2 separate regions of the Mus musculus genome follow, and region 2 is linked to region 1. The links are chromatin contacts, called in public Hi-C maps. All regions are on one chromosome and are shown on one strand. Each heading gives the region's core, a stretch centred on a gene start, on an enhancer-like site or on the middle of the called end of the contact. The rest is flanking DNA. Distances are from core to core; before and after follow the strand shown. Region 1 holds the start of D14Ertd670e (DNA segment, Chr 14, ERATO Doi 670, expressed). Region 2 overlaps Gng2 (guanine nucleotide binding protein (G protein), gamma 2).

Evidence for each region. Hi-C and Micro-C count contacts between places; a contact is called where the count stands out from the background.
Region 2: a contact with region 1 is called in a Hi-C map of differentiating embryonic stem cells, with 2.1 times the contacts expected there. The contact joins the enhancer-like site here to the promoter of D14Ertd670e in region 1. A contact is called at or near these places in 2 of 15 datasets of contacts at CTCF or cohesin (CD8 T cells and large pre-B cells), 25 of 484 Hi-C or Micro-C datasets (CD4 T cells, CD8 T cells, Th17 cells and 10 more), 6 of 115 datasets of contacts at active chromatin or transcription factors (bone marrow-derived macrophages, embryonic stem cells, extraembryonic endoderm stem cells and 1 more) and 1 of 9 other capture datasets (embryonic stem cells).

Annotation. Positions count from the first base shown.
Region 1 is chr14:19,836,658-19,841,118 of GRCm38.p6, reverse strand. D14Ertd670e (DNA segment, Chr 14, ERATO Doi 670, expressed) reads right to left here and starts at 2,194. Exons shown (of 3, transcript NR_105025.1): 1 at 2,132-2,194.
Region 2 is chr14:19,925,881-19,930,147 of GRCm38.p6, reverse strand. All of the region lies in intron 2 of Gng2 (guanine nucleotide binding protein (G protein), gamma 2), which reads left to right. Among named protein-coding and RNA genes, the nearest start is that of Gng2, 49 kb to the left of the region's middle. Within about 2 kb of position 2,032, at least 31 of the 459 cell types and tissues checked have an H3K27ac peak or open chromatin away from gene starts, as enhancers often do. A contact at or near this core is called in differentiating embryonic stem cells, where this site is marked.

The DNA of each region.
Region 1 (4,461 bases), core at 945-3,444:
TTTGCCTGTCCTCTGCTGTAGAGTCTCAGTTATTAACTTTTACCTTGATGGACTGAGATGTATTCATCCCTGAAAAGCCCTCTAGTTTTTGGAGATTTTCTTATGGGTGTCCAGAGCTGACTGAGTGACAAAAGCCAAATTTTACACTCTAACTTTTTTTTTTACGCTAATGAATAAAGAGATGTAAGATCTGAAGGTTTCTTCCAATCTTCAAGAAATGCCCCAGGAGACTCTTCTGGGGCTGGAGGAGCCTCAGTAGTTTAAGACAAATTAGTGGTGGCAAGCTGCACCCTGAATTCCAGTCATAAGATTCTGGTGACAAGTGTCCACAGCCTGGGAACCTGCATATGTATTGGGGTCCCATTTGGATGGAGAGACTGCCTCAAATCGAGTAGCTTTTTAAAAGCATTCATACCAGCAGCTGAGCCCCCCCCCCCAAAAAAAAACCTTTATCTCAATTCAGATCTATGCCCATGAATCCCTTTTCCTTTGGGAGTAACTGGTCAGAAGGAATTACTGACAAACATTCCAGGTAGGGAAACGGGTGCATGGGACAGATTCCAGAAGAGAGTGGGGGGCTTGGGCTTATCAGAAAAAGGGACTCTGTGTCTTCCAGTTATGCAGATCTGAAGTAGAGAAAGGAGTATAGAGATCAAGGAAAGGGTGATGCCCTTCTTTAAACCACTCCCCCCCACCCCCACCCCCACCCGCCTCTGGAAGGAAAAGCGTCTTATGTGACAGAAAAACAGATGCTGGGACTTGAATCCAGAATGGGGTATGGTGGGCCCTCAAGCTGGGAAGCCAAAGGTGCCTTAGAAGCTGGCAGGGCAGTAGGTGAAGAGAGCAGCCCTCCCTGCACCGGTGCACGAAGGCCACTGTCCAGGCCCAGGCTCCACTTAGAGCCAAGAGGAGTGAAGGGCTCCGTCCCGCACCCTCGCTAGAGCCCACAGAGAATCCAGCCTACCCAGGTCCCGGGGGACATTGTCACATGAAGAAGGCCAGGGCTGGGGACAGACCCCCCAACTGTAGGGCCCGGGTAAGAGAAGCACTGGGGTACAAATCAAAAAACAAGGAGCTAACATCGGCAGAGGGTGCCACCTGTTGGCAGAATACGGGAAAACAGCAGAATTTTAACCAGTTGGTCAGATCAGATCCGACAAAACAAAAACACCAACAGCAAAATCAAGAAATCAATTAAACAAACCCCAAACGTGCCTGTCACACGTTCAGTCAGTTCTCTGGGTCAGACTTGCCTTTCATGCATTCAATAATCCACACAGTTGGCCAGTCACTCATTCAAGCAAAACTGAAACCAGACCTCACATGAGAGACTGAACCAGGATTCAGAGTCCCCACTCTTTACGTTCCAATTTAGTGTAGAAGGGGGACTAGGAAAGAGTTTCCTGTCGAATATTGTCTTCCTAAAACAGGATGAGGGCCTTAAATATCCATCCATCTTACCCAGAAGAGACCCCCTTTTCGGGGCCTATCTCTCTTATCCAGAAGGCTTCCATGGGGGCACATGCTCACCACCCATAATTCAGTCTACAGAGTCACCTCCTACCAGTGACAGAAGGATTCCTTGCTGGGAACACAGCAGTAACTCCGGACCTCTCCGGACTCAATGAGAGGTGTGGGGTCCTGGAATGCTCAGCGAAGGAGCCTCCCCTGCAGCCCCTCCTGCACGAGGAAGGCCAGGAGCGAGGTTGAGTCTCATGGAGCAGAGGGTGGGAAATCTCGTGTGGCTTCCAATTTTATGATCCACATGAGATACTTACTGACAACCATACTGATTTAGACAATAATTTTAAGTCCTTTTATTAATAACCAGACCAAAGAGGGGCTTGAGCCCTTCAAAATGTCTCTTGGTGCCTGAGCTCAGGGATACAGAGCTTTTAAGGCAAAACCACACAGATACATTTATATGAGCGTCAGAGTAAACTTGAAACATTCACTCCTGGCAGAGCTTAATAGGTATTTTAGACATAACTCGCCAATTACTCTGTTCAGCACATCTGGACCGTAGTCAAGGCCATGGAGATCTCAAACGTGTTGCCAAGGGATACGTGGCCTTTGTGGGAAGGGCTGAGAACCGTCTAAGCACACACACAACGGAATCAGGTAGTGTTACCTTAGTCATTTCAATGGGAAGCTCACTCAGCTTGTGGTAGCCATTCTCAGGCCTGTGGCCCAGGTTTCATTTAACAAGTCTGAGGCGTGGTGGAGGCTGGGGAGTGGGTACTTCTTCACTTCATTTTTTCAGGCAGGGTTTTGCTGCTCAAAGCTGACCTTAAACTTACAATCCTCCTGCCTCAGCCTCCTGCGTGCTGGGATTACAGAGGTACATCACTATATCCAGCTTGAAAATGTGTGGTCTGATGGGTTTCTGGCAGTTCTGAGGCATCTGTTCCAGGTGCCATGGATTTCTGACACCTGCAAAGGACAAGGTTCACACCATTGTCCAGTGGCTCTCTCTCTCTCTCTCTCTCTCTCTCTCTCTCTCTCTCTCTCTCTCTTTCCTTTTTTTGTTTTTTGTTTTTGTTTTTTCTTTTGTTTGTTTTTTCGAGACAGGGTTTCTCTGTGTAGCCCTGGCTGTCCTGGAACTCACTTTGTAGATCAGGCTGGCCTCCAACTCAGAAATCCGCCTGGCTCTGCCTCCCAAGTGCTGGGATTAAAGGTGTGCGCCACCATGCCCGGCTAAAATTATTTTTGCTGTTTTGTTCTTTGTTTGAGGTTGGGATTTTTTTTTTGTTTGTTTGTTTTTGTCGTTGTTTTTGTTTCGTTTTTTCGAGACAGGGTTTCTCTGTATAGCCCTGGCTGTCCTGGAATTCACTTTGTAGACCAGGCTGGCCTGGAACTCAGAAATCTGCCTATCTCTGCCTCCTGAGTGCCAGGATTAAAGGCATGGGCCACCATGCCCAGCTCCAGTGGTTCTAAACCTTCCCAATGATGCAACTCTTTAATACAGCTCTGCATAATGTGATGATCTCGTACCATAAAGTTATTTTCTCTGCTACTCCATAACTATAATTTTGCTACTGTTACAAACTATAATGTAAATATTTTTTGGAGCTAGAGGGTTGCCAAAAGGATTGAGAGCTGTTGTTACACAGCTGAATCTTATGTCAGCTGTGCATGTATCTTCAGATTCTGTGCAAAGTATTAGCTGCATAAAAATCAGAATGTTGAGACTATTATTTGGTATATAGGTACAGTAGGTGTAAATAAAAGAGAGAAAATTAAACAAACATATTAAGTATTCATGTAGATAAAATGTAAACATAGCTAGGTATGGTGGTGCATGCTTTTAAGTCCAAACACTTGGGAGATAGAGGTGGGCAACTCTCTGTAAGTTCAAGGCCAGCCTGATCTACGTATAGAGCTATGGGCCAGCTAGAGATACATAGTGAAACCGTCTCAAAAACAAAGAAAACAAAACTAAAAAAAAAAAAAAAGTGAATATAGGAATTTTCAGCTATACAAATTAGTAATATTAGTTAAATATGCAAATAAAGTGAGGGTAAAAATAATTGGGCTGTAGCTCCGAGGGGTAGAGTACCTGAGGCCTGGCTTCCTCTCCAAAACATACCATAAAAAGCAAGGAAGCCCGGCGTGGTGGCGCACGCCTTTAATCCCAGCACTCAGGAGGCAGAGGCAGGCGGATTTCTGAGTTCGAGGCCAGCCTGGTCTACAGAGTGAGTTCCAGGACAGCCAGGGCTACACAGAGAAACCCTGTCTCAAAACAAAACAAAACAAAACAAAACAAAAAAAACCCCAAACAAACAAACAAACAAACAAAGTAAGGAAGCCTCAATTAACAAAAACAGGAGTTCACCATCTACCTTCCCTCAAGGAGCCCGCCGACAGGCGGATGGGGGATGAGCAAAATACGGCCTGATTGGGAGTGAGGGCCTAGAGGGAAGAGAGCCTTCCTCGGGAGTCTTAGGCATGGCTCTTTAGTCAAAGGCCTTCCCCACAGCGATCCATAATGAAGCAGTTCTCTGAGATGATCCTTCCTTGTTCTTATTGCTTTATTTTTATGGTGGATGTGAATACTTTATACAGGGTGAACCAGGGATTAAATGCCCTTGGTGGAGGGATACCCAGGAAGGGAAGCTCATTAGCTGAAGGCTTAAGTCTGTCTAGATGCCTCATTAGTGTGGAGAAGAACTCCCGGTGTTACACTACGTGACTGAGTGTCCATGGTCCTCTCAGTGAGGTGTGGTTTCAAGTTTCAGAGCAGGTGCAGAGACAGGCAGGGAGGGAATGGCTCCAGCTCCTGCTGTCAAATCGTGGAGCTGTTTCCCCAACCCCTGTCCCCTTCCCCCAGGTCTGAGCTCATTCAACCTTACCAGTTCCTATGCCTGTTTGGTAGCGTGGTCCCACATGTCTTACCTCTATTACTCAATATTGAGATGAGATGAGATAATACAAAGGGTGGAGAGAGCCGCAGACCTGGAA
Region 2 (4,267 bases), core at 783-3,282, 89 kb before region 1:
CAGAGAAGAAAGCAGTGTCGTGCCTTTATTCTTCAGGCAGGACCTGAGGCCCTCACCACCCTCTGCCCTACCCTACAAGCCTTCATTCCAGTGAGGCAGGCAGACACTCTGTCCTGATAACGCTTGGACATTCCACTCATTGTTCACACTTGGGTTGTAGAGACCATCACATCCTTTTCTCACTGCAGCTTCTTGGGTTTGTGGAGGCTGCATGGGTCTCTCCTGGGGTGCCTGTTGCAGAAGTCCTCCTCCCTGTTGTGTCTTGTCGGCTTTCATTACTGCTGGGCTTCTCCAGAAACACCATGAGCTCCCCGGAGGAGAAATTCCCCCAACAGAACTGCATGATTGACCCAACCTGACATTCCAGAGCCAGTCTGAGCCTTGGGACTTGCCAGCCTAGGCTCTTTCTTCTGAGATTGCAGAGTCTCATCAGAGGCCAGAGGTACTGCCCAGGGGGCAGGATCCATGGGCAGTCATTCTCAGCAGTGTGTGGTGACCTAGGGCTTCCCTGTGGTCCTGGTAAAGTTCAAGGGGTTTTGTTTGCTTGTTTGCTTCCCTCATGATCTTCATTTCTTTAACACGGAATCCAAAATAACCTGAGTGAACCTTAAACTTGCTATGTGGCCGAGGCTGACTCTGTACTTCTCCATTCTCCTGCCTCCACCACCTGAATGGTGGGATTACAGGTGTGCACCTCCTGCATGGTAGGATAACAGGTGAGCACCTCCTGCATGGTGGGATTACAGGTGTACACCTCCTGCATGGTAGGATTACAGGTGTGCACCACCTGTGAAAGTTTGCTTTTTTTTTTTTTCAATATACTTTTACAAATAGTTGTAGCTGGATTAGGCTACTTTGTGGGTTCTTCTTTCTTCCATCTTTTCCTACCCCTTTTCTTCCACCCTTTCAACCCCCTAACACTAGATAGGAAAGAAAACAAGGATAGAAGTTAGAGGAAAAAGATCCTTGAATAAAGTCAGGTGTCAGAGGAGAGCAATGTTATTGTCAGTATTTCCTCCTGCTGATTAGGGTCATTGAGGTCCTTGGAGCAAGTTTGATTGTCACTGGCAGGATATCGGATTTCTTCTTTCTTATGACTACTTAATGAACCACGACCAATAACAATCCACCACACCTCTCTGGAATTTATATACCCTCTGAAAAGCCCCCAGAATTCCAAATATCATACAATCACAGAAACTATCACCACCTGGCAAAATCATGCCCCTGCTAGAGCAGGAGGCAAATCATAGTCAGCTGCTGTGGACAGTCTGAAGCAGCCCCACATCCCACACCTGAGATTAAAACAACAGTTTATTCTTATACTATTTCTGTGTTTTTAGAAGAACCCAAAATTCCAAAATTGTCACTACAGATGGCACTTAGGTTCCAGTCAGCCTCTGAGTTTGGAGACTGCAGTAGCCCAGTTTGTGCTCAGGGTTATGTCCGTCTCCATTTTTGTTTTCTTGTGGTGGTGGGAATGGGGCCCTGGGCCTGGCACATGCTAGGCAAGGGTCCTGCCCACTGACTTACATTTCCATCCCCTGTCACCAGTCTAATATAGCTGGAGGTGACTAGATAGGGGTCATTTGGGAACATAAGCTGGACAAATCAGATCAAAGCTGGCTGGAAGAGGACCGCCGTCTTAGGCGACCTCCACAGTCTAATGCAGAGGAAGAAGCCCCGCCATTAGGCCCCTGTCCCTGCATTCACTGGTCTCCTCTGAGTCTTCCCAAGGGATCCTCTGTTTTGAGGGTGCCCAGGACATATGAAAGACCTGTCATTTCCATGTTTACTGTTATGTCCCAAATAACAACATCTGCTTAGAGAGTGATGTCTGTGGCTTTTGTTGTAGTTGTTTTAAATCTCCATAAAGCTTCAAAGAAACCACAGGAATAAGATACTTCAAGTGAGACTCTCGAATTAATCCGTTCATTTGTAAGTGAAATGCCTAATTAAGGCAGGCTCGGGATCGCCTCAGCAACCCTGCTCTGGTGGATCCGGTGGCTCATGACTGGCCCTTGTGTTTTCTCAGATGTTGGCAGAAGAGTGTGTTAAGTGTCATGTGAGATAAACTGGCCCTGCTGCCTACCAGCCTCCTATTGGTAGCTCTGAGAGAAACCAGATAACAGGATGTGTTGAGTCTCTCAGTTATCATGGGAGAGAGGGGAAGGAGCAAGACACTTCTTGTCCTTGCCCTTTGGCCAGCAGTCACCCACAGTGCCATCAGGAAGAACCAAGAGCCTGCTGCTTCATGATGACGCTCTTGTTTACCTTCAAGGCTTTTCTTTCCACATAGGAGACTGCTTTCACTTCAGTCATTTGTCAGATAACTAGAGCACCTGAGGTGCTCACCATTGTGACCTGGCTCTCATCTTACTCAGTGTTCCATTGCTGTGAAGAGACACCGTGGTAACTCTTATAAAGGAAAGTATTTAATTAGGGCTTTAGTTCAGAGGTTTAGTCCACTATCAGCACAGCAGGGAACATGGAGGCACATGGGCAGACATGGTACTGGAGAAGGAGCTAAGAGTTGTACATCCAGATCCAAAGGCAGCAGGAGGTGGAAAGAGAGAGAGAGAGAGAGAGAGAGAGAGAGAGAGAGAGAGAGAGAAGTCAGATTAGCTCTGGCTTGGAGTTTTAAAACCCCAACTCAACCCCCTTCCCCCCACCCCCCAGTGACACACTTCCTCCAACAAGGAAGGGCACCTGTCCTAGTCCTTTTTTCATGCAAACCACCACTGCTATTAAGAATCAATGGCCACTTGCTCATCTGTGTTCTGCACTTTCCCCTTCTCCTTATTACTTATTATCTTACAGTAAGGGTCCAGAGATGGCTCAGCTGGTAAAGTGCCCTGCAAGCACAAGGATCTGAGATTGACCCCCCAGACCCCCTGTGAATAAGCCAGGCGGGTGGTGTGCACTTACATTCCTGGTGCTGGTGAGCTGGAGAAACGCCAGCCACTGTGGCCTGACTGGAGAATTCCAGGCCAATGAGAGACCCTGTCTCAAATAGCAAGGTGTCCAAGGAATGAACGACACCCAAAGTTTATCCCTGTCTTCTACACATACATATTTGTGTGTGTTGTGTGTGTGCATGTGTGTGTACCTGCATACACATGTATATCCCTACAAAAGAAACACACACAGAGACAGACAGAAACAAACACACATAGAGCTAGAGGGAGAGAGGGGGAATGCATATAAGGACACTATTTTCAAGGAAGAGCAAACACTTAGTACAGTCAACTAAGATCCTTCTGAATAAGAACATCAATGTTTGGTTTTTTGTTTGTTTGTTTGTTTTTTGGTTTGTTTTATATTTTCATTACAGGGTTTCTCTGTGTAGCCCTGGCTGTCCTGGAATTAACTCTGTAGACCAGGCTGGCCTCGAACTCAGAAATTCGCCTGCCTCTGCCTCCCAAGCGCTGGGATTAAAGGCATGCGCCACCAGTGCCCGACGAACATCAGTGGACATGAAATTCCACTCAACAGTTTGCACCTTTATTCAGGAAAGAATGTGTCTGAGTGTAGTAACCAGGGCAGACCTCAACAGTGTCTTTTCTCCTTTGTACACTGTTCTGCCCCAAGTTAGAGAACAGAAGCGTAAGTGAGCTCAGAAGCTGGCCTGCCGAGGGGTACAGGGGGAACTTAGATTAGAGGCAGGAAGCTAGCCCGAGGCAAACTGAAGGTACTGGGCAAACAAACTACTGTGAGTGTGTGTGCGTTCACCCCTTTTCTCCTTAACAGAAAAGTGGTGTGTCTCTCAAATGCTTTTTTAGATTACATACGTTTATTCTTTGGCAAATTCATATGTGGTATATAATGAATTCTGAATACACTCACTCCCTAGTGCTCTCTCACTGCCCTCCCTAAAGTACTTCATGGAAAAAAAATGTCATCACTCTAAACAAGTGCTCTCAAAGAGTGTGTCCTCAGCCTGGAAGGGACACTTTCCCCTGCAAGGGGAGTTAAGGGATGCAGGGAACACCACAGATGCCTCAACCAGCAGCAGTTCCCGGGGAGGGGGAGGGGGAAGGGGAGGGGGAGGGGGAAGGGAAGGGGGAAGGGGAGGGGGAGGGTTGGGACACTGTGGAGGTATACAACAGCTCATAAGGTTTCTTGAAAGATAAACCTATGGTGGGTCTTTTTTTAGAGGGGGAGGCGTTTGAAGGACAATACCATAGGACTACTGTAGTAGTTTTGCCCTTGAGAATAGGAGCCTATGTGTTTTTCTCAAGAGCTTTGCCCTTGAGAATAGGAGCCT